3 separate regions of the Mus musculus genome follow, and all the other regions are linked to region 1. A link is a contact called in public HiCAR-type and promoter capture Hi-C data. All regions are on one chromosome and are shown on one strand. Each heading gives the region's core, a stretch centred on a gene start, on an enhancer-like site or on the middle of the called end of the contact. The rest is flanking DNA. Distances are from core to core; before and after follow the strand shown.

Region 1 (4,600 bases), core at 793-3,292:
GTACCATCATGCTGGGCCTTACCTTTAAAAATATGTTTTCAATTGCTCTGCTGTTGCTTTTCCACTGAACGTGTGTCTTCAGGTTTTTACAGCTTTTCACTGCCCTTGCCTCTCTCTCAAGCTGTTTTGCCATTTGCTTCTTTAGTCTTTACCACTACATGAAAAGCCTTCCTTCCCCATTCTGCCCCATTAGCTTCTTGTTGACACATATCATTTCTTTTTGACCTTTTAACAAAGTGATATCACCTCTTTCATTTATGTCCTTACAGTTTGCAGCTGTACTATGCTGTCCAGAGTCCATCTTTGAGTTATCAATCCTCTTTCCTTATCTTCCCCAATGCAGGCATTGCAGCTGGGTGCCACCATTTCTGACTCCTACTAGTTTGATTTTCCAGAAATATTTCTCTGTACCATTTTCCCATGTGACTTCATTTACAATAGTCCTTTAAATGTGTAAAGTCTTTACTGACATTTTCCTTTATGTTTTTATACTTCTTTTTCATCTTTAAAATCTTGTGAACTTTTAAAGTTAAAAATACTGTACTTCAAACCTGGAGTTGAACTCATTTGCAGTGGCCAAGACCTTTAATCCCAGCACTTGGGAGGCAGAGGCAGGCAAGTCTCTCTGAGTTTGAGGCCAGCCTGGTTTATAGAGTTCCGGGACAGCCAGGGGTACACAGAGAAACCATGTCTCAAAAAGCAAAAATAAAATAAAATAAAATAAAATAAAGAAAAGCTGGGGTTGCAGGTATAAACAATTTAGACAGTGGCTTGGGAGAACTCAGAAGCACTCTGTAGACATGACTCCCATATGAGAAAGTTTGCTTATAATATAGTAATAGCACAAAATGGCAGGCTAACCAGGTAACAGTTACCTAGGACTTAACATTCCATCTAGATTTTAATATTTTATCTAGGTCTTTATACATCTGAACCAAAATTTACTTATTTTGAAGAAGAAACTTGTTCTTTATAATCAAAGATTGAACTTACTAGCACTGATATAATGAAGAATATTTAGTTCCCAGCAAGCATTTTGGAGAAAATGTTGAATGAAAAAATTAACTCAAGGCTGGTGTTCTAGCTCAGTGCTGAAGCTGCATCTAGTAAGGTGGGTAGGAGGGGATGGTTGACAATGATAGTCTCCTGGAAACCAGACATCTTAAAGCATTGCCACAGTCCAGCTGCCAGTCTATCAACAAAGAACACGATGAACTAAACTGTGCACGTAGATTTAACTGGCTTAGTCCTTTCAAAAGTTACAACTTTCCACTATTAATTAATGTGACAGTATGTGAGGATTTGCGTGTGTTGAGACAGGTTTTTTCTGTATTGCCCTGGCTGTCCTGGAACTTGATTTGCCTGCCTGAGTGTCGTGTCCTAAGTGCTGGGATTAAAGGCGTGAGCCACTGTCGCCCAGCTGAGCTTATCTTAAAAAAAAAAAAAAGTGATTTCTGTGATGAACGTGGCACTAGTTATTAGTAATCACTTGGAACGAAGCAGATATCGGACTCTCATAAGATAAACCTTTTTTTTTTCTTGTCTTCCTTTCAAAAGCAAGTATGCAGAGGGCCATAGCTCATGGTATGCCAAACATTTTCATTACTTTAGATCAGACTACCAGTTTCCTGACTTAGCCACTTGTGGTACCGAGGACAGCCACTTCTTTGAAGGCTTCATTTCTTTCTCACAAATGAGAACAGGGAGCTCTGATCTGAATGCTGTGAAGTAGTTGTAAAGGCCTGTCCTCCCCACTCTGCTCTTTTCACTCCGCGCCCTAATCCCGACAGCTAAGGAGATAGGAAAAGGAAGTTCTTTAGTAAGGACCAGGGCTCCCCTGCCACGTGGCCCTCCGCGGGCCCTTCTGCCCGCAGAGCAAGCGAGCTCCAGGGCCCGACGGAGGAGACGCCGGGTCGCCGTGCGTGGGGGAGCGGCAGGCGGAAGCTGCGGGCTGCCAAGCCCCGCGGCTCCCGCCCGTCCGGGAGGGGGTAGGGGCGGGGCGTGCACACGGAAATCCATCGAGGAGGGCGGGTGGGACCTGGGGAGTTCGACTTCCGGTGGCGCAAAGCGTGCCGGGATCAGCTTGCGGCAAACCTCCTTCCCCGGCCCGTAGAGAGACCACCGTTAGCGCCGCTCCTGCTCGCACAGCCTGCTCTCGGCCACACGCTTGGCCGCTGCGGCTCCCGCAGTGTTCGGCCCGGTCCACTTGGTTTCCCAGGCAGCCGGCGTGCGCTCAGCTGCGGCTTCGGCAGACATGTTGTGAGGCGGCGGCGCGGGTGCCTGAAGGATGGTTTGGCCGAGGCGGCTGCAACCGCTGCTGGTGGCGGCGTCCTCGGGGGCTCCGGCTCTGTAGAGCTGACCCTGCTCAGTGTCCGCCCGGGACCGCGGCCGGGCGGGTATTCCTCTGTCTTGCGTGCGCTCCCGTGCCGTTTAGGTTCGGTTAGACGACAGCGCCAGTCCGTTTGAGGCGACACGCAGGGTGGTTCTCCAGCCCTGGGAGTGGTGTCCCTAGAACCCTCAGCCCCCTGACCTTTCCTTCATATTCCCACTAAAATCTCTCACACAGTGGGTGTTCCCTGCCCTCCAGCCCTCCTTCCTGGTTTCTGCACTCTCTTCTCTGAGCTTCCCGGACCCCAACATCCCTCTCCAGGGACAGCCTGTTGAGAAATCTTCGTGGAGTGGTGGACCAGAGGCGAGGAGTTTAAAAGTTGGGGCTTGAAAGACAGGAAGATACGATGGCTTCCTCGTCTGGCAACGACGATGATCTCACTATCCCCAGAGCTGCTATAAATAAGATGATCAAAGAGACTCTTCCTAATGTCCGGGTGGCCAACGATGCCCGAGAGCTGGTAGTGAACTGCTGCACGGAATTCATTCACCTTATATCTTCTGAAGCCAACGAGATTTGTAACAAGTCAGAAAAGAAGACAATTTCACCAGAGCATGTTATACAAGGTAAGCGATTTGTGTGGGATTTGGTTTCGATGAAGGATCAGGGGAACAGTCAAGCTAATAGAGTAACCACTTGGCGTCACAGAGCCTTCATTCCACTTCACTAGTAAGCACAGTTAATGAAAAGTCAAAACGGCATAGAGACAGCTTGTACCTTAAGAAAACACCTATGTAGCATTCTTCTGACATTGTTTTCATCCGGCTAGTGCAAATAAGGAGTGCAGACATTAGGGTCAACAGACATCCGCAACCCCTCACTAGTACAGTTTCCAATCAGGTCTTAAAACAACAAGAATTGACTGCCCACAGCTAAACGTGGATAATAACAACTGAGAAAGGAAACTCAAAGTTCTCTCTTGGAAAGTTAAATTTTAGAACTTCGAGCATGAGTTGAGTCAGAGAGTACCTCTCCCTCACCTGTATCGAGGAAAAGATTCATTTTTGAACACAGGGGTAGGAAAAACCCTTGGGCTGGTGACGGAGGTCAGTGGTGTATCATCTAGCAATCTTGCACAAGGGTCCTAGCATTGAGTTAAAAAAAAATATTGACATGAGTGTGTTAAGTGTTGTAAAGTTAATTGCTTTTCAAAAAGGAAGTATATTTTTGCTTTAAAATCGCTAAGAAGGTGGAACAGTCATCACCAGGTAACCAAAGCGAGCACCACATTTTTTTCTTTTTGACTCCCTCCAACTATTGATTGTTCTTTGAAGATTATTTGTAAAAGATGACTGGGGCAGGGCGGGAACGACAGTCCTGGGGCTTGAACGTAGGGCCTGACACACGCTAGTCAGCATTCTGTTGCCGGTCCTTCTCGCCTGCTGGTCCCCTTTGGATGTGTTTATACATTTATCTTTTATTGAAAAGCACATCTAAAAGTTTCGACAGTTTCTTCCTTATGCTGGAAAAGACTAGGAGACTTTGATGGTTACAGGAAAAGGAGACAAAAGTGCTCTTGGCAAATTTTGGGAAGTACTTTCTGTGGTTTTTCATGAACTCTTAGGAGAAGGTTGCATTCAGTTTGAGACAGTCACTTCTGTTTTATAATAATCTATTGGAAATGCGAACAATTTCTTGATTACTTTTATTTAAAGTTAAAAGGAACAAATTTAATCATACTCGGCAGGTAGTTCTCTACCATTGCCTTTTTATAAAGTTAAGTGTTAAATAATTTTACTTTCTTGTTAATGTCAAATAGAGAGCACATGTATTCGTATGGAGCATATCCATTTTACACCGTCAATATTGACAAGAAGATCAATTGATTAATTTTGAGCCTTTATCCTCTGCTGATGGTAGATTAAAAATACATCCTGCTGTGATGAGGGTGTCTCTCAAGGCTGAGTACTTAGCATGGCAGAAGTCAATCCCAGTAGGTAGTGGAGCCATGATGGTGTGTGTGTGTGTATGTATATAAATAGTCATATTATATACACATATACTCTGCCATTTCAGTACATAGTAGATAACTAAGAAAAAAAAGCAATTTTTTTTTTTAGGGTTAGGAAAGGCAAGATGATAATAGGATCCTACTGTGTTGCCTAGCCTGGCCTTAAACTTAAGAGTCTCTTCCTGCAGTATCTTGAATACTGGGATTATGGACATATAACCACCGTTCCCTGTTGCTTATTTGATTCTTTTGTGTGTATG
Region 2 (4,600 bases), core at 1,106-3,605, 2.2 Mb after region 1:
GATCTAGATCTGTCCAGAAACCAAGTACTTTCCAAGGCCAAACTCAGGTGAGGCTGCTCATGAAGATACCAAATTTTTATATAGGTGTAAGGAGGGGCAGGGTAATCTCTCAGAACCTGGATAAGCTGGTGAGACTGTACAAGTCAACCCTCTAGATGTGGCCTAGAAGAGGTGGGGAAAGGCCAGAGAATACAACTGGATACAACACAAGCTGACCATTTAGATACAAATGGGCTGGTCTAACAACAGTGTGATGTGACCTTAAGGCAGTAGCTCTGGACTTCCTGAAAGGCCTTTCCTCTCTTCACAAGTATTCACTCCTTAATATGTTGAGTCTTGATTGTTTCCTTCTGGGTACTGGGAACCCGCAGGCTCAATCCTCGCATTGACAAGTGTGAGGGGCAGAAGCCCAGGAATACCAGTCAAGTCTCCACAGTGTGGAAGAAGGTGAGACCAAAAACTGTGTCACAGGACCAAGCAGTACACAGGTACACAGAACACCTAAGGTGAGGCTGTAAAGCCTGAGACCCAAAAGAGGCCAAAAAAAGAAATGTGGAGAAGGCTAAACAGATGTGGAGGCTCTTTTGAGTTCTTTTTGGGCCTAGCAGACACAGGTGTGGCAAGGTAGGAAATGAGATTGCAGATCTGGAACTTCTGGTACCATGGCTGCAAAGTAGGGGCTTTAGCATACTGTCTGGCTGTGTCATTATCATCACTAAGGCAGAAACCCCGAAGCCTTCGTGTCTTCTTAGCACATCAGCACCAGACACAATACAACACACCCCACAAAATCATCTTAGTTTAGGATCTTTGGCTTGGGCCTATAACTCATCTCATATTCCCCAGAAGACACAAGGGCTGAACACAAAGTGGGACTCGGCCCTGCATGCGAATCAAACAAACCCATCTCAGGGCTACTCATAGTGGCCATCACCAACTGACCCTCAGCTCTACAGACCCGGCAGACCCCAGGGTTAGAATATGAACTTGGGGAAAACTCCATTTAGATATCCAATGACCAATTCCCCTTTCTCAAGCTTGGCCTGAAACTGGGAAATCGCAGGTATCAGTCAGGGCAAGAGTGAATAGGGTCGCAGTAATCCCTGCGACCACAGCCCAGCAGATGAGATGTGGTCCCCAAAGTTTTCACCCAGACAGAGATCTCTGCATTGCTAGGGGTTTGAAGGTTCTGCTAGTGCCCTGAAGGCCTGACCAGCATTTTCAACCACTTGAGTTCCAGAGACACAGTGACTACTCACTCACTCACTGACCATTTCTCTCACTTCCTTCTCTTCTACTAACCTGAGTTCAGGTCGGAAGGACACTTTGCTCAGCAAATACTGTGCACGACAACTCAGTCAAACACGTAGTATTCTTAGCAAATCTATTACCTATACCCATGCAATGATCACCAAGAAGGGTTTGCCAGTTGACTCCCGGTTCCCTCCAAAGAACCCTTAAGAGATCATAGGACAGGAAGAATCCCAAGTGTCCATTTTATCGTCGCTGCCTCCCCGAGGCCCAACAATGTCCAAATCCCCAGCTGGTCCCGGACGCAGCGATAACTTGGCAACAAGTAACGATCGCTGCAAAGCCCGCTTAGGTGGCGTGGTTTAAGTCCTCCCACACACCCCTCACTCCAGGTCCTCTTCCTGGCAAGGTTGCAGCGCGGGGCCAGGAGGCATACGTATGCGTTTCCTTGGTCCCGGGTCTGGCCTTCCAGCCCACCTACCTCCAGGGCCTCCAGGGTGCTGAAGCTGGCTATAGCGAAGCCGTCAATAACCTCCTCCTCCTGCGAGCTGGACTCGCGGCGACGGCGCCGCGGGGGGCGCGCAGCGCGCAGAGGCGTAGGGCGCTGAGGCGGCGCGCCGTGGAGTCCCGCGTTCTCCTTGCCAGGACTGGGCTCTGGCTCCTCACCCGACGACGGGCTCTGGGCGCGGGCGTCCCGGGCGGCTTCCCGACGCCGGCCGCGATCTCGCTGCGCGCGCGAACGCCGGCTTGGCCGGACCTTGGCCTCCATGGCGGCGCCGCGGCGGTGACCTTGGCGCCCCGCACCGCCTGCTACGCCGTGCCGCCGGGCTGCGAGGGCGCCGCGCGGGCTCGGGGCCGGGGCGGGCTCGGGACCGGGGCGGGCATGCCGGGCGCGGGCTCTCAGCACCGGACGCCGCGCGGGCTAGGACCCCGGGTCCCGCGCATCGGAGTGCGGCGGTCTCTCGGCGACCCTAGACCAGGTCCCCAGGGACACGGCCCATGGCGACCGGCGGGCAGCGGCAGAAGGCGGCGGGTGGCGGAGCTTCTGAGCACCGGGACCGTGAGGCAGACACAGTAGTGGCAGCGACCAGAGCGGATAACAACTGACGCACTTCCGCCGGGCCGGAGTGCCAGAGGAAGCGGGCGCAGCTGGGGGAGGCTGACCCGTCGACTCCGCCCCACCCTGGCCCCGCCCTGACCCCGCCCTTCCGGACTAAATGGCTCTGCGCTGAGCGGGCCCTCGCCCTTTCACGTTAAGCCCCGCCCCCGAAAGGGGGGAAGCTTTCCCTTTGCTCCGCCCCTGCAACAGGCCACACCCGTTTGCGCACAGCTCTTTAGAATTCCGACCCCCCGACCCTGTCAGATCACGCCCCATTCTTCCCGGCTCCACCTCTCTTGTCTACGCTTTCTCAGTTCCTTAAGCCCCGCCCTTGCCTTCCGGTCCTGCTCACCTGTGCAGGTCGCTGAGCCTAGTCATGGTCAGATCCCTCCTACTTCATGCCTCGCCTTGTTGACCACGCCTACTAGGCAATTAGTGCTCGCCTACAAGTACTGCCCAGCCACCTACAGCGAGTTTGTGGCGATCAGCGCCTCCCCTTCCGCCCTTCCCGTAGGAGGTGATGGGTCTATGCACCTACAGTAGCTTGGGGCAAACTGAGTGGAAGCACGTGAGAGAGAGTAGGTAGGTTGGTGCTGGGGGCTCACTGTGCTGAAGTCCTAGAGGCAGCGCGTACGTCATCGTCCACCTGCAAGCCCTCAAGCCCAGTTTCACTCTGGTCCCCATGCAAAATTAGGTAGCGCCCTGAAAACCAAACCCTCCAGTCTCAAGTAGTCTTTCCTTAGAGACCTGCCTACACTAGTCCAAGGACTTGGGGACCGCCGATAGGAAGTACAAAACTAGACAAAACCGTGAGTTTCCTCAGCAACTTCCCCAGTTGGGATGCCCTGGAGCTGGGCACGAAGTCTCAGCAATTCCTCCAGTGAGAACATTTGACATGAAGAGAAGGGAGGTGTCACAGCTTGGGCATTGGGCACTGAGTGAAAAGTGACATTGAGCCATGCCTACATCTGGGCAGCAGAGGCCCTGAAAGGAAGCAGACACGACTGAAGAATGCCCCTGGACAGGACCTCAAGTGCACATTTTCTGGCTCCTGAGATGGCCACAGGCTCTCTGCCAAGACGTCCCTTGGGGCATCTGGGAACGTGGCCTATCATCCACAAGTGTGCTCTTTCACTTAACAACACGGGGACCAACACACCTGCCAGCCTACCTGCCAGCCTTCCCTCTTCTTCCCATTCCAGATTTTATTACAAAACTACTCAGAGCTAGCATCTAACTAGCTAAAGAACCCTGTTGGAAAGACGCAGAACCAAGGCAGCTCCTCATTCCTGCTAACTGTTCTCTTTTAGACACCTCCTCCTGAGACCACCCCACTCCCAGCTTGTGGGGAGTTTCACTCTAGGTCAACCCTTTTCCACTCCAAGAACAACGACTGAGACCCGATTTTTGAAGTTTTCAACAGAAATAAAAGGTATCCTTGCTTACCAGTTATCTTAGTCAGGGTTTCTATTCCTGAACAAACATCATGACCAAGAAGCAAGTTGGGGAGGAAAGGGTTTATTCAGCTTACACTTAAATCACCAAAGGAAGTCAGGACTGGAACTCAAGCGGGTCAGAAAGCAGGAGCTGATGCAGAAGCCATGGAGGGATGTTCTTTACTGGCTTGCTCAGGCTTGCTCAGCCTGCTCTCTTATAGAACTCAAGACTACCAGTCCAGGGATGGTCCCACCCACAAGGGGCCTTTCCCTCTTGATCACTAATTGAGAAAGTGCCTTACAGTTGGATCTCATGGAGGCATTTCCCCAACTGAAGCTCCTTTCTCTGTGATAACCCCAGCTGTGTCAAGTTGACACAAAACTAGCCAGTATACCAGCTCTCCCTTGTTCTCAAATGCATTGCCTCAGTGAAAGGCAGGGGCTCCAGAGACCAGGTTAGGTCCAGGACCTTTCTTTCTGGGTTTCTTCCCAATTTCCTTACCTCTCCTGGGATTAAAAACTCTGTTAATTCATTTCCAACTTAGAGACTAGTCATGGCCTCCCTGGAGGAATGGGACTCTAGCTCAGTTGTTCCCTAGAGGAGGCTATGGAAAGACATCTGTACTGATTCTCTCCCACAGGACACAGGGAGGGAGGGAGGGAGGCCTAAGAGGGGCTGGAACACGCTTCATTTGCCTAAGCTGTAAACTGGGCTCATTTGCTTCCATGTAGAGGGCCATTTTTGATGACCCAAGTGTTCACTCAGGTTGGCAAGGACTTGCTAAAGTTTCTGATGCAATTTATACTTGTTTCT
Region 3 (4,600 bases), core at 801-3,300, 2.0 Mb after region 1:
AGTTGCACTGCAGCGGAGCCTAGAACTGTACTGTCTGTGTGACTCCAATAGTCTTGGGGCTGTTTCATTCATTTACTACTTCTGCTGGTGATAAGACAGGCCCTCTCAGTGTAGCTCAGGCTGACGTCACAACAATTCTACTTCAGCCTTCCAAGTATGAGGAGTACAAGCGAGCATATACTAACATCCCTAACGTAAGTTAAAAATACTAGGCACAGGACCTTGGCTGTGCTTTCTCACAGTACAAGTCTGGACTCCTCACACTCTGGAAAAGCTGAGGCGGAAGGATCACAAAAGGCCAGGTTGAATAAGTAAGTCTAACTATACTTAGGTCTTTCGTAGCTCAAGATTCCACACTCAATATTCAATCAACCGGGCATCAAAAAATACTCAAAAGTTTGCATCTGAACTAAACAGACCTTTTTGTATGTGATTTTTTTTTAAAACCTCAAGCTATATATTTTAACAACTACTTAGGTAGCAATTTTATTGTACTGAGTGTGATAAATAATCTAGGAATGATTTAAAGTATACAGGAGGATAAGCTAGATGCCTAGGTTATCTGTAAATACTTCATTATCATGAACATCCACAGAGTTTGATATGTTCAGGGATCATGGACCCAATCCCCCACCATACAGAGGGATTACTATAATTAATTTTAAATCAAATAAAAATAGAGCTCTTTTCTAAGTCACACTAAACACACTTTAAGTGTTGAGCAGTCACTGGGGTAGTGGCCATCACAATGTTGAGGACTGTAGTTAGTGGAGTGGACGTAGGAGCCGAAGAAACTGAAGCTACTCAGTTAAATGTAGGAGGCAGGAATAGGACAAGTCAGAGCTGCCCAAATTAACACAATGGTGGAAGAGGAAGGTCTGGAAAGGGTGGTGGTGGCGGCTCAAGCATGATCTGAGCAGGCTAACCTGGGGTGTTAGTCCCATATACAGACCAGGCCAAAGTCTTGCTGCAGCTACAGGGCCGTGTGTGGGGCTGGACCAGACAAAATTTGGAGACGACTGTCAGAGAGGAAGGCATACCAGAAAGAAACCAAGTGGATATGCCCCTTTTAGTCCCTTCCGGCACTTGTTGATCCATCTGTCATGCATCCTTCCCCACCTAACAAGGCCACTGTACCAATCCATCCACGTAAGCAGACACAGCAAGCAAATATGAAACATTTAAAATCAGGTCATTTCTTTTTTCTTTCTTTCTTTTTTTTTTTTTTTTTTTTTTGAGACAAGGTGTTTCTATATAGCCCAGAATTCAGAGTTCTGCCTGCCTCTGACTCCCAGTGCTGGGATTAAAGCTGCATGCCACTCGCTATACATGCCACTGTACCCGGCTTCCATGGGTAACCCAACCCTTGGCTCTACTTCACGCACGGGTTCTCTGGCCTCTGAAGGGATAGCATGCTTGCAGTCCCAATCTTCCCCAAGCTGCAGGAGGAGAATTTGTGAGGCAAACCTGGCTGTCTATCAAGACCCTGACTCTGAGTAAGACTTAATCCTTTGGAATTTCAGGCCCACAGAGGATGGTGGTCCTGGGACAAAGACCTGGTGCACTGTCTCTGAACAAGGACTCTTCGAGTATGGGGTCCGGGCGGTTAGAGGTCCCTCAGAGAGACGGGTGGCCCAGGCGCGAAGACCTTCGGGAGGTGCGCCATCCAGGCACTGCCACCGATTCACACAAACTCAAGACCCACTAGCACGCAGCGTCCCCTTCCCTTCAGAGCACCGATCTCCGCCATCCCGGGATGGAGGTGAGGAAGCAGGGCCGAGCCCAAACCTCCCGTCCCCGCACCTGTCCCAGTTGGTGTCCCAGACGCCGCGCCCGGCTCGCGCTCCTGTCCAGGCCGGCGGCTCGGTCGCGCGCGTGTCTGCATCCCCGCCACCTCGCGGCTTCCCTACCGCGACCGCCGAGAAGAGAACAGCGGCCGAGCCACCGGCCAGACCACAGGCCGCCAGCTGAAGCGCCTGCCGGAAAGCCATGCCGCAAATCGCGCGACCTGACGGCGGGACGCCAGGAGCAGACTTCCGCTTCCGGCTGGTGGAAGTCCCGCCCCTTCCCCCCCCCCCGACGAATCAGGAAACGCGGCCCAGGGCGCCACCTGCCGGTGGTCGCAGGGTAGCAGGCGCAGATGCCTGCCCTTTAGTGGGTGGAAATCAGGCACTGGGGTTTATTTATTTATTTTATTTTATTTTTTTGGTTTTTCGAGACAGGGTTTCTCAGTGTAGCCCTGGCTGTCCTGGAACTCACTCTGTAGACCAGGCTGGCCTCGAACTCAGAAATCTGCCTGCAGGCACTGGGTTTATATGAATTGAAAAACCTCAAGTTTGGCACTTCAATTTGAAGTTTTTATGTTTTCATTTGTAATCTTTAAGTGTATGCATACTCTCAACTTTCACCTCCTGAATTCTTTCCATTTTTTTCCCTAAGAACCTTCTTCATTCAACTATCAACCCTCCATTCCCCACCCCTAGTCCCTGGCACCTACCATCGCGCCTCCAAGTTTTACCGCTCTAGTTGCTTTTGACCAATTGACCGGGTCCTTCTGTGTAGGAAAGGTGTCCACCTGCTCTTCCAGGGCCATTGTACCCAAGGCCTAGGGACTAGACTGGCAGGCCCACGGACTTACAGCTCCAGGCTTGGGCTTTAACTACCAAGCGGCCCAGCACTTGGCAGCTGTTATAATTTTCATCTTTGAGCAACAATGAACAGCAGCAGGCATTTGGTAATATTACTGCTCCTGAATGAACCTCTAACCTCAGACATTCTCAGAACCCTTGGCCTTCCACAATGGCTAAGGCGGTCCTTTGGCTAGACAGCTCCCTAAAAGTCTTAGCAACAGGATCTGTTTTTTCCACAGCCTTCTTTCACCTCAGCTCTCTATTCTCTCTAGCCTCAGCCTTTTGGTGTTCCTAGCTCAGCCTACCCTACTATTGATAAAAATAAATTAAATTTTTTTTACAAAAACCCTCTAAGGCCTGACATACCAAAAAAAAAAAGGATACAGAGGCTGTATTTCACACTGACTGAAACGTGAGTTTCAGTCGGCTTATATATAAAGAGAAAAGGGTGTTATGGCAAGGGTCTTAGCCCCAATCCTGGCAGTCCTTCATGCACGTTTGAATCAATCGCAGGTTTTCTGCAGAGCCACCAAGGGAGAGCCTCCCCCTGGCCTGGATGAGACGATTGCAAGGTCATCAGAGTTCACTACCATGCTGTCTTGCTCAGTGTCGGTGGAGGCTGTCTGGACAGATCATGACTGGAGCAAGTCTTCCACGGAGGTTCTGGTGGCCCATATGACTGCAGAGGTGTCTGCCCAGTGAGCCCCAATATCTAAACTGGCTGCCAGGAGGGCAGTGTGGCTAGTTGTCCTTAAGAGGCTGCTTTCCTGACAGGACCTCAGCCAGGCACCAGAGCAGGACCTGTTAGATGCTTTAATCTTTCACAGGAAGCATCAATAGGGTGTGTGTAACAAAAATCTGTAACAAAATTACAGTATAGTTCTTTTTTTTTTATTTTATTTTGTTTTGTTTTTTTGAGACAGGGTTTCTCTGTGTAGCCCTGGCTGTCCTGGAACTCACTTTGTAGACCAGGCTGGCCTTGAACTCAGAAATCCGCCTGCCTCTGCCTCCCGAGTGCTGGGATCAATGGTGTGCGACACCACGCCCAGCTACAGAATAGTTCTTCTTTAACAGTGCTTCCTTACTGCCTCTTTGTCCCACAGGGATGTAGGTCTCCCTGATTTGTATTCTAGGTACCTTAAATTATTTGGACTCCCACAGTCTGTCCTCTTGGAACTAGGTGTCCTTTTCTGTGTCTTTCTTTCTTTTTCTTTTTCCTTCCTCTGAGATGGGGGTCCCATCATACTGTGTAGACTTGGATGCCTTGGGGCATGCTGTATAGACCAGACTGGCCTCAAACTCATAGAGATCCACCTGCCTCTGTCCCCTGAGTGATGGGGGAAAGGCCCTTGCCACCAAGCCTGGCTTACGTGGCTATTTTGAGCATTAAATTTGTAAACAAATAAATGTGTTGCTTCATCTCAGGAAACTGCTTCTGTTTCTGCACTCCTCTTTATCACTGCAAAGTAAGGGAAAAGGCGTAATGGACAGAATAAGCGGGAGGTACATGCAGAATTGTGACACCGTGTGACAGTGCAGTTGTAAGGACCACTTTATGGGTTTATATATAGATATTGGTAGACTGGGTACACAGGTCATTCGGTAGGGAGCTTGTTTAGCTTATGCAAAGCCCTGAATCCCATCCTCAGTATTGCCTAAATCAGGTATAGTGGAGCACATCTGTAATCCCAACAAATGAGAAGTGAAAATAGGAGATTCACAAGTTCAAGGGCATCCTTGGAGTTCAAGACTAGCCTGGAATACATAAGACCCTGTCTCAAAAAAGAGAGGGTGACTTGGGGGAGAATAGAGAGGTGGTTAAGAGCACTGGCTGCTCTTCCAGAGGTCTCAAGTTTATTTCCAGCACCAGTCTGTGACTCCAGTTCCAGGTGATCCAAAACCCTCTTCTGGCCTCTAAGGGCAGTGGACACACATGGTATACAGACATAATCTCAAGCAGACATAAAACA

What was found. Promoter capture Hi-C pulls out the DNA fragments that hold promoters and counts their contacts. HiCAR-type assays count read pairs that join an accessible place to other places.
Region 2: a contact with region 1 is called in a promoter capture Hi-C map of liver, with 3 times the contacts expected there. The contact joins the promoter of Fbrsl1 here to the promoter of Dr1 in region 1. A contact is called at or near these places in 2 of 39 promoter capture datasets (liver and pre-B cells).
Region 3: a contact with region 1 is called in a HiCAR-type map of astrocytes, with 6 times the contacts expected there. The contact joins the promoter of Pgam5 here to the promoter of Dr1 in region 1. A contact is called at or near these places in 2 of 115 datasets of contacts at active chromatin or transcription factors (astrocytes and large pre-B cells) and 1 of 9 other capture datasets (adipose tissue).

What each region holds. Positions count from the first base shown.
Region 1 is chr5:108,266,855-108,271,454 of GRCm38.p6, forward strand. It overlaps Dr1 (down-regulator of transcription 1), which reads left to right and starts at 2,043. Exons shown (of 3, transcript NM_026106.4): 1 at 2,043-2,955. The coding sequence starts at 2,736.
Region 2 is chr5:110,446,148-110,450,747 of GRCm38.p6, forward strand. It overlaps Fbrsl1 (fibrosin-like 1), which reads right to left and starts at 2,356. Exons shown (of 19, transcript NM_001142642.1): 1 at 1,733-2,356. The coding sequence starts at 2,020.
Region 3 is chr5:110,267,849-110,272,448 of GRCm38.p6, forward strand. It overlaps Pgam5 (phosphoglycerate mutase family member 5), which reads right to left and starts at 2,051. Exons shown (of 6, transcript NM_001163538.1): 1 at 1,804-2,051. The coding sequence starts at 1,991.